Linked DNA regions of Sus scrofa: all the other regions are linked to region 4. Evidence: chromatin contacts called from public Hi-C and HiChIP or PLAC-seq data. All regions are on one chromosome and are shown on one strand. Each heading gives the region's core, a stretch centred on a gene start, on an enhancer-like site or on the middle of the called end of the contact. The rest is flanking DNA. Distances are from core to core; before and after follow the strand shown. Region 1 overlaps XPO4 (exportin-4). Region 2 overlaps XPO4 (exportin-4). Region 3 overlaps XPO4 (exportin-4). Region 4 overlaps IL17D (interleukin-17D).

What was found. Hi-C and Micro-C count contacts between places; a contact is called where the count stands out from the background. HiChIP or PLAC-seq counts read pairs in DNA pulled down with a chosen protein or histone mark.
Region 1: a contact with region 4 is called in an H3K27ac HiChIP or PLAC-seq map of skeletal muscle. The contact joins two enhancer-like sites. A contact is called at or near these places in 4 of 47 Hi-C or Micro-C datasets (epiblast stem cells, psoas muscle and skeletal muscle) and 1 of 2 datasets of contacts at active chromatin or transcription factors (skeletal muscle).
Region 2: an H3K27ac HiChIP or PLAC-seq map of skeletal muscle shows a contact between it and region 4, with 4 times the contacts expected there. The contact joins two enhancer-like sites. A contact is called at or near these places in 3 of 47 Hi-C or Micro-C datasets (epiblast stem cells and skeletal muscle) and 1 of 2 datasets of contacts at active chromatin or transcription factors (skeletal muscle).
Region 3: a Hi-C map of heart right ventricle shows a contact between it and region 4, with 3 times the contacts expected there. The contact joins two enhancer-like sites. A contact is called at or near these places in 4 of 47 Hi-C or Micro-C datasets (embryonic fibroblasts, heart right ventricle and skeletal muscle) and 1 of 2 datasets of contacts at active chromatin or transcription factors (skeletal muscle).

Annotation. Positions count from the first base shown.
Region 1 is chr11:1,149,324-1,152,285 of Sscrofa11.1, reverse strand. All of the region lies in intron 5 of XPO4 (exportin-4), which reads left to right. Among named protein-coding and RNA genes, the nearest start is that of EEF1AKMT1, 56 kb to the right of the region's middle. Within about 2 kb of position 1,590, at least 5 of the 83 cell types and tissues checked have an H3K27ac peak or open chromatin away from gene starts, as enhancers often do. A contact at or near this core is called in skeletal muscle, where this site is marked.
Region 2 is chr11:1,131,986-1,134,969 of Sscrofa11.1, reverse strand. The region is part of intron 8 of XPO4 (exportin-4); the gene reads left to right. Among named protein-coding and RNA genes, the nearest start is that of EEF1AKMT1, 38 kb to the right of the region's middle. Within about 2 kb of position 1,684, at least 26 of the 83 cell types and tissues checked have an H3K27ac peak or open chromatin away from gene starts, as enhancers often do. A contact at or near this core is called in skeletal muscle, where this site is marked.
Region 3 is chr11:1,168,392-1,171,760 of Sscrofa11.1, reverse strand. All of the region lies in intron 3 of XPO4 (exportin-4), which reads left to right. Among named protein-coding and RNA genes, the nearest start is that of XPO4, 38 kb to the left of the region's middle. Within about 2 kb of position 1,485, at least 5 of the 83 cell types and tissues checked have an H3K27ac peak or open chromatin away from gene starts, as enhancers often do. A contact at or near this core is called in skeletal muscle, where this site is marked.
Region 4 is chr11:1,057,310-1,060,519 of Sscrofa11.1, reverse strand. All of the region lies in intron 2 of IL17D (interleukin-17D), which reads right to left. EEF1AKMT1 (protein-lysine N-methyltransferase N6AMT2) reads left to right here. Exons shown (of 5, transcript XM_021065435.1): 5 at 1-3,210. Among named protein-coding and RNA genes, the nearest start is that of IL17D, 30 kb to the right of the region's middle. Within about 2 kb of position 1,634, at least 24 of the 83 cell types and tissues checked have an H3K27ac peak or open chromatin away from gene starts, as enhancers often do. A contact at or near this core is called in skeletal muscle, where this site is marked.

The sequences.
Region 1 (2,962 bases), core at 341-2,840, 92 kb before region 4:
TGTACATGATGTCAGCTGCAAGCTGTTATTTTTCCTGAGAGTTATTACGTGTAGGTTTTCTGTGTGCAGAAGGTGAGTTCTGAAAGCATACTCGGCTCCAGGCCCGGAGGTTGCAAAGCCTGTAGCTCCTGTGATTTGGCCGGTGCTACAATCATCTCCTGGCCCAGTGCGCCAGTTACTCTGGCTCTTCTGTCCTGGTCTCACGCTCCTGAAAGAACTGAGAGGAGACCCACCTGCTTTTCACTGTGTTTGAGATCCCTGCTGTCTGAGGAAAGCACCCTAGTCCTGTGATGCTCCGTGTGCCACCGTCCCCATTTAAAAACGGGTGGTCCGATGCGGGTGGTCTGCCCTGTGCCTTCCTCTGCTCTGTGCCCTCCGTCGGCGCGTTGCCCCTGGCGTTGCCCCTGCCTCCTCGTTGTACGCAGGGCCCAGACCAGGTCCGCTTTCCTTGGCGGTGGCCTCTGACATGCATTTATAGCCACTGTTCCCCCACGTGGCCCATGTCTCCCTGTGATGTTCTCTCGTTTGAGTGGTACCTGTTCACCGCCTGTCTGGCTGGCCGCTCAGGCGAGCGTGGGCTGCGCTTTGGGCCATACGTGGTCACCCTGCACTGACAACGTGCGGTAACAGGAGCCCAGCAAACAGATGGGTTTCCATGACTGAGGGAAGGTGATTCACGAGTGCCCTCTCCGGTCCTGGATGTTTGTTTATGCTGCTGATATTGTTGAGCCGTTAGCTCACCTAGCATCCGCAGATGCTTAAGGGTTTTGGCAAAGCTAATCATAAATGACAATATCGTTTTGTAATAAGAATGTTTGGCAGGTATGTTTGGTATGTTGGCTTTAGTAATAATTCTTTTTTTAGTTTGGTTACGCTGCCTTTTATTGGTATGCTATTTTTGTGGATCTGATTTGGTTTTGGTAAAAATTTTTTCAAACTCACCCTCTTAGGGAACGCTAACTGGATCATAAAATAGTAACGGGGATACAGAAGCTTTCACCTAAAGTAGGATTTCCAGTAAAGCCGCCGTTACTATTTGGAGGCAAGGCTTTGGAAACCATTCAGGTGAGGTCAGTTCTCCTTTATTTCAAAGGACTTTTGTTACTTGGACTAAGTGCTGAGTGTAAGACTGGGCTCCTGGGTTCCGTGCTGTGCCAGAAATAGCGGTTTTTGTTGTTAGAAAAACTAGTAGTGACAGTGGCTAAACATGTAAGAAGAAGAACTGGGCTTCCCTTGCTTCTGGAATTTTGTTTTACTAATGAGGTGGGACAAAAAGAATTTGGGGAGATGGGGAAATTATATTTATTACTTTTGTAAAATGTCCATTGTTGCTACAAGATCTTCCTCTGTTGTAAAGTACTTATAAGACCAGGCAGTGGAAGTTTTCAGACTTCCCATTTTTACTCGAGGATAACTTGTAGCTGTTGTATGACCTATTTTTTTTTTTTTTTTAACTGTCGGTGCCCCCCCCCCCATGACCCCCTTCCCGCAGGTGGTAGGGGGTGAACAGGAACGCAAACGCGTGGAAGGGCGGGCGCGCCTGCAGAGCCGACCTCCCCTTGTGTTACAAGCTCATACTCACGGATCATGCTGTGTGGTTGCGACAGGAGACCTAGTGGGGTTGATCCAGGGACCGGGGCCGGCGCTGTTAGGTCTGGCCTTCTGGCTCTTGGCCGAGGGTGCGTGTGCTTCGGGGCGGCAGTTACGGAACCGGGCAGGTGGTGCCTTTCTGTGCCTTGGTTTCCCAGAAGTTGGTGAGCTTCCTGAGCAGCGCTGGGCAGGGCTGCCTTGGGAGCAGGCTGGGCGACAGAGAGTTAACTCTTGCCGTTGTGCCTGCAGTTGAACTTCAGCTGCGACTGGTCTGCAGGGGATTGAGAAAGCACTGAGCTGGTTTTTTTCTTTGGAATTGAAGCCTTGTGGAGAGAGGGGCTTGTGTTATGACAGTGACAGGAGAAGGGCTGTCCTGTTACTCCTGATTCTTGAATTTGTTGGAAGGTGAAATGAGATGGATGTGATGACAGGTTTTTTTCATAAAGACATAGGCTTCTTAAAAGGCTGAAAGCACTCTTTGTGGCTGTCCTGTTGGTGGGATTTTACTTGATTGCAAATGGACTGTTCTAGTACAAAACAAAATATCAATGACCTGAGTTTACTCTTAATTTTAGAAAAACATAGAAAGCCATCGCCCCAGACAACTCTCGGTTTCGAGTCTGCTTTGACTTCGAGGGAATGGTTGTGGTTTAAGAGGATCCGTCTGCTGTGGTCTGGGGACTCCTGAGACCTGACAGGCGTGTAATCACCGACCAGTTGGTAAATGGTCCCCTCACTGTCGTCCCTTTTCTACTTGGGTAAAAGAGAGAAAGCAGCGCAGTGTGGCTGTTAGGACAGCCCGGCTGTTTAAGCAGTGTTGTAACCTGAAGCCTCGGGAACTTAAAAAGGGACCTATTGTGAGCCTATTGCTGTTAAGACTATTTTGGGGGGAAAGTTAATTTTGGCTGTCCGGAAAGGAGGAACGTGACGAACCTTTGTACACGGTAGTCTAGGCTTTGAGAGAATTATAGGTTGTGAAACAAGACTTGAGAAAAGGGGAGCTTTTGGAATCCTGGCGAGCAGGGCTGTGGTGGTCGCAGTCAGAAGGGCAAGAAGAGAGGCCGCAAAGTGGAAGAGCAGGTTCTGCTTTATTTCAGCCGTAAATCTCTGAGGCCTGGTGTCCTCGGAGGCAGGGGCTGGACACCTGCGTTCTAGTGACAGCCTCGGCTGTTTCCAGGTGTCCTGCTCTAAGGGTCATCTGAGGAGAAGGGATGTTTGGGTGTCCCTTACACGGAGGTAGACAAGGCATTAGGTTATTGGTAATACCAAAGGAAAAGGGGAATTGCTCTCATTCTTTACGCTGTTTTGAAGGCACTGATGCGGTTTAGGTCTGTGCGACTGGTCCGTTCACAGCGCGATGTGCTTCTCTCTC
Region 2 (2,984 bases), core at 435-2,934, 74 kb before region 4:
AACTTCTTGTGTAATACTTTGTTTGGATAAAGTAAAAGATTTGTATGTGTATAAACCCTGTAAAGAAGCATAAAACCAGCGGCTGTGCCAGCCGTCCAGATAGAAACAGGATCTAGATGGAACCCTTCCCTGTAGGTACCCGGGGCTTTTCTCCCTTCTGTTTTATAAGCACATTTTATGTTGCATAGGTTATTTGTGCCAAATGATTTTTTTTTTTATCATGTTTGCAAATGAACGTTGCTGGTGAGCCCCCTAGCCAGTGTTCTTGGCACTTTTCCCAGCCTCTACAATCTCGGTTCAGTGTGTTTTTATTTCCAAGTCCTTGTAAGGGTAGTTGAGTAGCCACAGCTTCAGGCTATAAATAGGAAACACAAAGTTAAACAGGGTTATCTCTTAGAAATAAAACCTTCTGGAGTTCCCCTTGTGGTGCAGCGGAGGCGAATCCGACCAGGAACCGTGAGGTTGCGGGTTCGATCCCTGGCCTCGTTCAGTGGGTTGAGGATCTGGCGTGCTGTGGCTGTGGCATAGATCTCGCCACAGCTCTGATTTGATTCCTGGCCAGGAACCCCCATATGCTGTGGGCATGGCCGAAAAAGAAGAAAGTGAAAAAGGAAGAAAGCATTCCTTGGGAGCGTTCACTGCCCACACCCGTCTTACTGCGTTTTTTACGTCTCTGAATCGCACACCTTTTCCAGCTGAACCATGTGACTTACGTTTACATACAGAGAGAATGTCAGTGGTCGGAGAAGGAGCTTTCCCGTTTTGTAGGCATGATTTCTAGTTGTCAGGTTGGTCACGTGCACTTGGTAGGAAAAAAGTCTGTTGTAGTGGAATGGGTCATATCTGCTAGTCACCACAGCACTGTCTTAGTTAGGAATTAATTTGGAGTTTTTGCGTCACCAGAGTCGGATGAGTAGAGCTCCTCCAGCAGGAGAGTTCCCTGGTGTGCTTCCTGGCTCAGTATTGGTGTTAGGAACATGCACACATACTGATTTTCTTCGGGCGGTTTTAGATTCATGGCAAAATCGAGTGAAAATATGGAGTTCCCATACCCCCACCCCTCCCCAAACCCACACGCCCCCCACCCCACTCTGCGAGCCCCAACCGGAGGTCACATGTGTTCCTAGCGGTGAAACTACACAGACTCATGGTCACCGCCCAGAGCCGTGGGTTGTGTCAGGATGCTGGGCATCCTGTGGCTGTGAAGACGTAGCCACCGCTAGAGGCTCAGGCAGGAGTTTCTCTGCCTTCCAAATCCCCTGAGCTCTGCCCCTGTCTCTGTGGTTCGTCTTTTCCAGAATGTCATGAGGTTGGAATCATACAGGACTGTTAGATTTTAATCTGAAATTCAGTTCCCTGTTAGAGAGGGGGAGCGTTCCCAAGCTTCAATTAACCCCTGTTTTTATACCCAAATAGTTTCCAGACACAAAGGCAGATTTTTTTTCCTGCGGCCGAGGAGCTGCAGGCTCGCCCCTCTGTACCCTGGCAGGTTCATGGTGGGTGTTGACGTGCCTCCACCCCCTCTTCCCACAGGGAGTAATGTGAGGTCAAGTGGCCTCCTAAGCTCACTCCCCTCTCGAAAGCCCTCCTGGCAGCAGGCCTGACAGGCCCTGGGCATGAGCGGAGTGGCGGGCTCGGGCCGTCGTCCCCCTGGCACGTGCCCCGGCTTGGGGCTGGGCGTTGGCCAGTGTGGCCGTGGAGCAGGGCCAAGGTATCAGGCAGCGCGCTCAGCTGGTTTCATGTCTCTGTGACAGCCTGAGAGACGTAGTTGCCAATTGTCATCAGCCAGATTTCTCGCACTTTGCTTGATGCGTTCCTTGTGTTGGTTTCCAGCAGGAGCAGGAGGCTGTGTCCTCGGATTCGGTTCCCATCCTAAGTCCGCGTCCGGGGACCGGGGCTCCGACAGGCCGCCTGTGGTCATGGGGTCTCGCGTCGGGGCTTGTGGGCGGAATGGCCAGAGGCGTGGACGGCTTTTCTGTTGTGTCTGTGCCTTTCTGTCTGGGAGGGAGGAAACTGCGCCGAGCGGGCCGGCCCCAGGGCCCCGGGCAGCCGAGCTCCTAGAAGATGCCCTCTTCTTCCTTCCGAGCCCCTTCCAAGTGCCACCTAAGATGCCTTACCAGTCTCTTGGGGCAGGACAGCCCGGTAAGACCTGGCGCGTGAGGCCTTGCACGGAGTAGGGACAGGCCGCAGGTGTCCTCGGTCGGGGTCATCTCGTCGCTCTCGGCGGTGGCGGTGGCGGTGGCTTCTGCTGAAGGCGTAAAGCCAGCCTCTCCTCCTGCTGCGCCCACAGCGAGCGTGGCTTGGCCATTCCCCGTGTCCCTTCCTCGGTCCTCAGGGCCACCGCAGAGGACTCGACTGTGTCATACGTGACACCCACGGAGAGGAAACCACGCGTCGCTCCGCGGCACCAGCAGATGCCTCTTCCCGGGGCCAGTGTGACTGGCGCGCTGGTCCCTCTGCCGCCTCACAGGAGAGGCGCCCGTGGCTCCGGGCCTCTGGCCCTTGTGTGCGCAGGCCGGGCCGAGGGCGGGTGTTTGCCCCTTTGTGAAAAAGTGCGGTGTTTCAGGAAGCCTCCTTGCCCGCGCCCCCGGCACAGTCGTGCGCGTTTGCCCGGCGTCCAAGCCTCGGAGGCGCGGTGTTGGAGCGAAGGCGGCGTGTGTGTGGGCTCAGGCCACCCCTCGCCTGTGCGGGCGCGTTCCGTGCACCCGGGCTGTCACATGTCACTCGCAGCGTCCGCCAGACCCCGAGCGTAGAACGTGGCTGCGTTGCTGTCCCCAGTGCTCCTGAGCTGGAGCGTCGCGTCGGCCGTTAAACGCAGCCTCCCCGCGATTGCGCTTGGCAGCTGCTCTTTAGTCCGTTGCCCAGTTCCCTGCCGGGTGGTTTGCCCTCTCCTCACCGGCTGTGGAGACTCTTCGCGGGGTTCGTGTGCTCCTTTCCTGCTCGTTGGTTTGTGTTGCTGACGCGTCTTCTCCTCGTTTTGTGGC
Region 3 (3,369 bases), core at 236-2,735, 110 kb before region 4:
GTGCTGATTTACTAATACGTAAAATAAACATCCATGTCCAGATGGGGAAAACAGCACTGGTCCGTGTAGCAGGCGCTCAGCAGGTGTTAGGCCGATCTCCCGGCTGTTCTCCCAGCCCTGTCTTTATAGAACCTGAGGACATGAGCTGTGTGTTAAATCACACATACGGCAAATTATATTTGAAGCATTGAAAATCAGGAGAAAGTATTTACGCTGTTATCCGTGAATGAAAACTGTGTATTTCAAAAATATTTAACTGGAATTGCTGTTGTGGCTCAGTGGTTAACGAATCCAACTAGCATCCATGAGGATGCAGGTTCGACCCCTGGCTTCACTCAGTGGGTTAAGGATCTGGCGTTGCCGTGAGCTGTGGTGTAGGTTGCAGATGCGGCTCGGATCCCCCGTTGCTGTGGCTGTGGTGTAGGCCGGCGGCTGCAGCTGCAGTTGGACCCCTAGCCTGGGAACCTCCATATGCCACCAGTGCAGCCCTAAAAGGCAAAAAAAAAAAAAAAAAAAAAAAAATTTAACTAGCACATTAGTTTTCCTTTAAACACTTGAAGAAGTATCTTATGGTCTTTGTTCTCCACTGATGTTTGATTTCCCAGGAGGCTGTGTTTCTTAGACTCAGTGCAGTTTTCTGTGGGTTGTGTGCTTGCTTAGAGGGACGGGGCCCGTGCTGCGACTCCGTGCTGTGCTGTCCCCAGCCGTCTGCCTCCCCTCAGTGTGAGGTGGCCTCAGCCCTGGGAGGCATGGCTCTGGGGACCTCACTGGCTCAGGAAAGGGGCGAGATTTCGAACTGATTTCATGGCGGTTTATTTCCTGTGGAAGCAGGAGGCAAATGTTGCATCGCTTTAAAGCGGTTCGGTTTGGTGTTGAAGCCTCCTCTCTTCCTGTCTGCCTGCCCCTGAGAAGTGGGTGAGAAATTCCCTCGTGGGCCTGGATGTGATAGCAGCTTCATCTCTCTTATCCCACGCTCACTGACGTCTGCCCAGAGGAGCAGCTGGAGGTCCGCTCTCTGTACGGCAGCCTGTCATAAAGTTTATTCTTGGTAGGAGCGCTTCTGGGGTAAGAGCCAGGCTATTATAGGAGACAGTCCTCTCTCTGAAGAGCAGCACTTCTTTCTGTCAGCTGGGGCTCGTGTTTGAATGTCTTGTTCCCGTGACAGAGCGTGGAGAATGGGGCAGGCCCTCTCTGAAGGCTGTGTTTCCCACTGTCATGAAATTAATGTCTTTTACTGGACGTGACAGTGCGACGGCACATTTTTCATGTGAAGGCAGCTCTTGCTTGAGCTGTTAGCCAGCGAGTTTTCCTGTGCATTTTTAGTACTTCAGTGAAAGAAAACAGTAGATTCTTCCACAACTTTGAGACCTCATTGAATTTCTTCTCCTTGTGTTACATAATTGACATCTTTGAAATTCATCAGCAACTAAAACAATAGGGAACACGCCATATATTCATGTCTCAGCTTCCTTTGTGCTGATGAAGTGTCAGATTTATTAATCCAAGTGACCGGCAGTGAGGACCTGCTCTGTCACTCCAGTGATGCTTTAGTTTGGCCTGCCTGCCTCCTTCCGTCCCCCACTTCCTTTTTTTTTTTTTTTTAGGGGCGCACCCATGGCAAATGGGAGTTCCCAGGCTAGGGATCGAAGCCAAGCTACAGCTGCCGACCTGCACCACAGCCACAGCAATGTGGGATCTGAGCTGAGTCTGCAACCTACACCACAGCTCACGGCAACGCTGGTTCCTTAACCCACTGAGCGAGGCCAGGGATCGAACCCGAAACCTCATGGTTCCTGGTCGGATTCGTTTCCACTGCGCCACGGCAGGAACTCCTTTTTTTTTTTCCCCTTTTTTTCCTCTCTCTCCCTTTCTTTCTCGCACTTTATCTCTTTCTTATTTCTATCTCCCTCCCTCCTCCCCTTCTTTCCTTCACTTGCCTCGGTGGCAAATGGGATTGAATTCAAGCCGTGCCTGTGACCTGTGCCACCGCTGCAGCAGTGCTGGATCCTTTATCCCACAGCAGGAACTCCCTTGGCTTTCTCTTTTTTTCCTTTTTAGGGCCGCACCTGTGGCATATGGAGGTTCCCAGGCTAGGGGTCAAATTGGAGCTGCAGCTGCCGGCTTCCACCACACCACAGCAACACCAGAACCGAGCTGCATCTGTGACCTACAGCACAGCTCACGGCAGCACTGAATCCTTAACCCACTGAGGGAGGCCCGGGATGGAACCCGTGTCCTCGTGGATATTAGTTGGGTTTGATACTGCTGAGCCCCAGTGGGAACGCCTGGCTTTCTTTTTTTAGTTGATAACTTACCTTGTCATTTCAGTTTGTTAGAATTTATATAATAAGCACGCGGTGGGACTAAAGAAGCCAGAATAGGTTAATATTCATGGTAATGATGCGAATACCGTTCTCATCAGAACCCGTCACGTTCTCATAGTCCTTTCACTCGCATTCTCTTGGGGCCTCGGGACAGTCACACAAACTCTGCAGCGTGGAGGGTAACAGCCCTTCTCACAGGCGAGACATCTGAGGCCACGATAGACGGGCTGGTGCACCCTCAGTTACTTGAAGGGGCTGTCCGGGACTGCCGGAGCCCGGATTTTCTGACGTCTTTATCTGAACAGTTAGTTTTAGATTCTTGTATTGGAACTGAAAGGGTCCCACACAGAGTGTTTTTATTGAGAAGTTTGGGGGTATAGTTTGAATAAAGGTGATTATTTGGTTTCTAACTCATTGAAAATGAAAGTTGTCAATGTCGGACCCCTCGTTACTGCTGGTCCAGTTGCCAGCAGCAGCAGCAGCAGCAGCGACAGAGCCTGACAGGATGCTGAGAAGGGCCCTGGAGCCCAGAGCCCTGGCTCCAGCTGTTGCAGGCAGTGAAAAAACCCTCTGTCTGAATAGATTCTCTTTATTATTATGTCATATAATAATTGCCTTAGAAATAATTCTTTCAGAAAATTTTACATGAGGTGAGTTTCATTCAGAGTCTTTGCTGCTTTTAGAAAATTAACAGATATTAACTTAATGCTTTATGATCTTGGATAAGTGAAGCATTGCTGTGTTAACCTCTTTTTTATTTTGGCCGTGCCCACAGCACATGGGAGTTCCTGGGCCAGGGATTGAATTTAAGCTGCAGCTTCAAACTGCTCCCCACGTGCAGCAACCCTGGATCCTTAACCTGCTGTGCCCAGCTGGGGATGGAACCTGAGCCGTTGCAGAGACGAAGCTAGAGTCTTCACACGCTGCGCCACAGCGGGAACTCCTGAGTTAACCTCTGAGACGCCTAGGATTTCTGCTGCGGATGCTTGTACTGGTCTCATCCCTGTTAACTTCAGTGTCAGACCCTCATAACGCTCTGCTTATC
Region 4 (3,210 bases), core at 385-2,884:
CGGGCACCTCCTCGGCCAGGCTGCCTCTGGGTAAAGCAGGCTGCCACGGACACAGTGTCCAGAACCATCAGGGGTCCCTTCTGTCACCGAACAAGAGCCTGTGGGCTGCTCCCTCCGCTCGGCCTCAGCCTCCAGTCCGGCCGCGGTGCGCCTGGCGGGGACGTGGGCAGGATGGGCCCTGAGGGTACCGCTTGGCCAGAGGGAGCGACAGCTGGGCCGGCTTAATCCAGGAACAAAGGGCAATGAGGAGAGGTGACAGAAACCCGGCCCGGGGGAACGCGGGACAGCAGGGCCAGGGGGAGAGCTGCCCGGGCCCTGAGCCGCGTAGGAAACAATTCGAAGCGCTCTGGGAGGTTGGCGAGCCGTGCAGGGCAGCGCCGGGCTCAGACCCACACAACTGGCATCTTTACACACAAACCCACCTCCCCACTTGGCAGAAGACATGAGGAGCGGCAGCTCCAGCAGCAGAGGCTCAGGATGACGGCTTCGTCCCCAGCGCCCTGAGCCCCCGGGCGCAGTGCAGAGATGGGCCAAGGTCAACAGGCCTCCTCCAGGGTGGCCTGGAGGGAGCAAGAGGCCAGCCTACAGCTTTGATCCGACCTAGGTGACACTGCCTTGCTGGCGCTCTGCACAGTGGAGGGGTGGCTTCTTGGTGACAGGACTAAAAACGCGCTACTTTAGCCATGGCTTCTGCTTAGAAAAGACACCCGTGGTCCACGGAGTTTCCAGGGGCTCAGGGGTCTCCAGGTCAGGCCACACCCGCGCAGACTCCCACTTCCCTCAGAACCTGGCCAGCTGGCCCTGAGATTCGGGCCGAGAAGCACGTAGACAGTTTGGAGGAAACTGTCTACGTGCAGACGGGGGGGGGGGGGTCTCTCCAGCAGATGCTGTAACGCTGGCAGTTCTGAGGGTAACCGGCTCCCTCCCCAGGAGCCCAGGTTTCTCCGGCACGTGGGCGCCTGCAGGAAGGCAGAACCGAGGTTTCCAAACTGGTTCAGAACCGCGTGGGGCCCGTGAAAAGCAGATTCTCACACTTCACCCCCAATCTGGAACCCCGCTTGCTGGAGGCCCCAGCCCAGACTCCACGGCCAATGGGAAACTGGGTGCGTGTCCCCAGCCCCCTGCAGTCTCGTGACCTCCCCACAAGGACTCCCAGGCCAAGGAGTCTACTGCACAGGACTGAGGAGTCTAATGCACAAGGTCTTAGCTCTTTGCTGGAGGCACAAACAGGCTGCTGGATCTCAGGATTTGACCACTGTCCCCTCCCCAGGTACAGGGCTCAAGTGGTGGGGGGGTCAGAAAAACACCAGGGATCCCTCACCTGCTGAGCCCCAGGCCTAACAGGTCACTGACACCCCATCTGTTCCTCCTGGACAGGCCCTGCCATGGGGGTGGGGACAGGCAGCCAGTGGGGAGGGAGGGCTGCAGGCAGGGGACTGGGGACAGGAGACCACGGACCTGCCCGCCCTCCTGTCACTCCGGGCACCACTGCCAGGGCGCCCAGAAAACTGCCCTCCACCTGACAAAACCCGAGTGTGAGCCTCCCGGGGGAGGGGACACAGATAGACTCTGCTGGCCAAGGACACACAGGGGTCGGGCCATCTGGGGCCGAGGCCATCCTGCAGCACGAAGCTTGGCATCAGGGCAGCCCTGACATGAAGCCAGGAATGCCACCAGAGCCAGAGCCATACAGACACCCCTCCCTCGGCACCCCCAGGGCGGGCCTGCACCAGCACTCAGCCAGGCCCCTGGAAAAGGGTAAAAGCTCGGATTCCACGAAGGGTCTCTCTGCTCATCTGGCAGCTCAGGGCAGACAGACGAACCGCCTGGAAGAGAATCCAGGGCAAAAGCTCTGCCGAGGGACCAAGAGATGGAGTGAATAAGCCGAATTTCTCAAAGTTCTCAGTGTGGCTCAGATGCCACACATGCAGGGCAGCTGGGGGAGTCTCTTCAAAGCAGAACAGCTCTCACCCACGGGACGCGCGCCGCCGCCAGGGAAGCCGCAGAATCTGGGCTCGGCGCCACCTTGGTGCCCGTCCTGGGCGCTGGCGGGCGGAGGTCACAGGGCCTCGAAGGGCCCGCCAGGGCATTTTCCCCTCGACCACACCGGTCGGGGCGGCCCCCACGATCTCCACAGCCTCCCGGCCCTTCCCAGCAACGAACACTCGGAGGGATCCACCGGCGTCCTGGCGCCTCCGAGTCAGGAGCGCAGACACTGGGCTCGAGCGGGACCGGGGGGCGACGGCGGCATGGCCGGTCACGCGGCAGGACGTGAGCAGGTGGCTGACCCAGGACACTCAGGGCGACCCGGGCAGACCTCTCACCTGTCACATCCCCGCCGCAGGACAGCTGGGGCTTTGCGTGCCAGGGCGCCTTTTCTACCCGGCGTGGAGGCCACGCCCCAGGTGCCCGCGGTCTCCGCTGGGGACACCCGCTCCTTCCCCCTCCTCTGCCCCTCCTCACGGAGAGCACAGCGGCGCTGCGCGGGGCTGCACCGCACACACGGCACTGGAAGCCAGATGGCTGTCTGGGCTTTACAACCTCAGGACCAACGAGCGCGGAGGCCGGGACCTTGCCGGGCGCGTGGAGATCCCGGCGGGCTGGAGGGAGGGCGGCCGGTGCTGCCCCCTGCCGGCCACCTGCCGGGCCGGCAGGCTCCCGCCCGGCCCGAGGGGACCTGGGGCCCGAACACAGGTCTGAGCTGCCCACAGGGAGCGGGGAAGCAGAGAGAAAGACCGGAGGGGACACGGGGCTCGGACAGTTGTAAGAACTTGATCCAGGGCACCGCCTCATAGTGGATGCGACGAACAGGTGACACTGCTGGGTGGGGGGGTAAATACCCTTCCTACCTCAACCCTCCCGGGACCCTGCTGCTCAGCATCCAGGGACGGACCTGTGGGCATCTCGTTTCCCAGCCTGGGGCGGTGTGACCTCGTGCCCCCACGAGCTGGAAGCTGAGGCCGCCGCGCCCATTCCTGAGTCACCAGCTGGAAGTTCTGGGAACAGAGAGTAGTGCCAGCCAGGCCCTCGGAGGGAAAATTCCAGGCTTCCAGACACTTCCTAACTCCCCCCACCCCCGGCCCATCCACCCTGTCTGCTCCTCTTCCATCACCTTGCTGGCTGTTCGCGGAGCTGCTTGCTGCAAAACAAATGTAGCTGTAGTCTCTTCAATTCCCAGGAGGAATTTATAGAGAAAAGTAATAAAGCCTA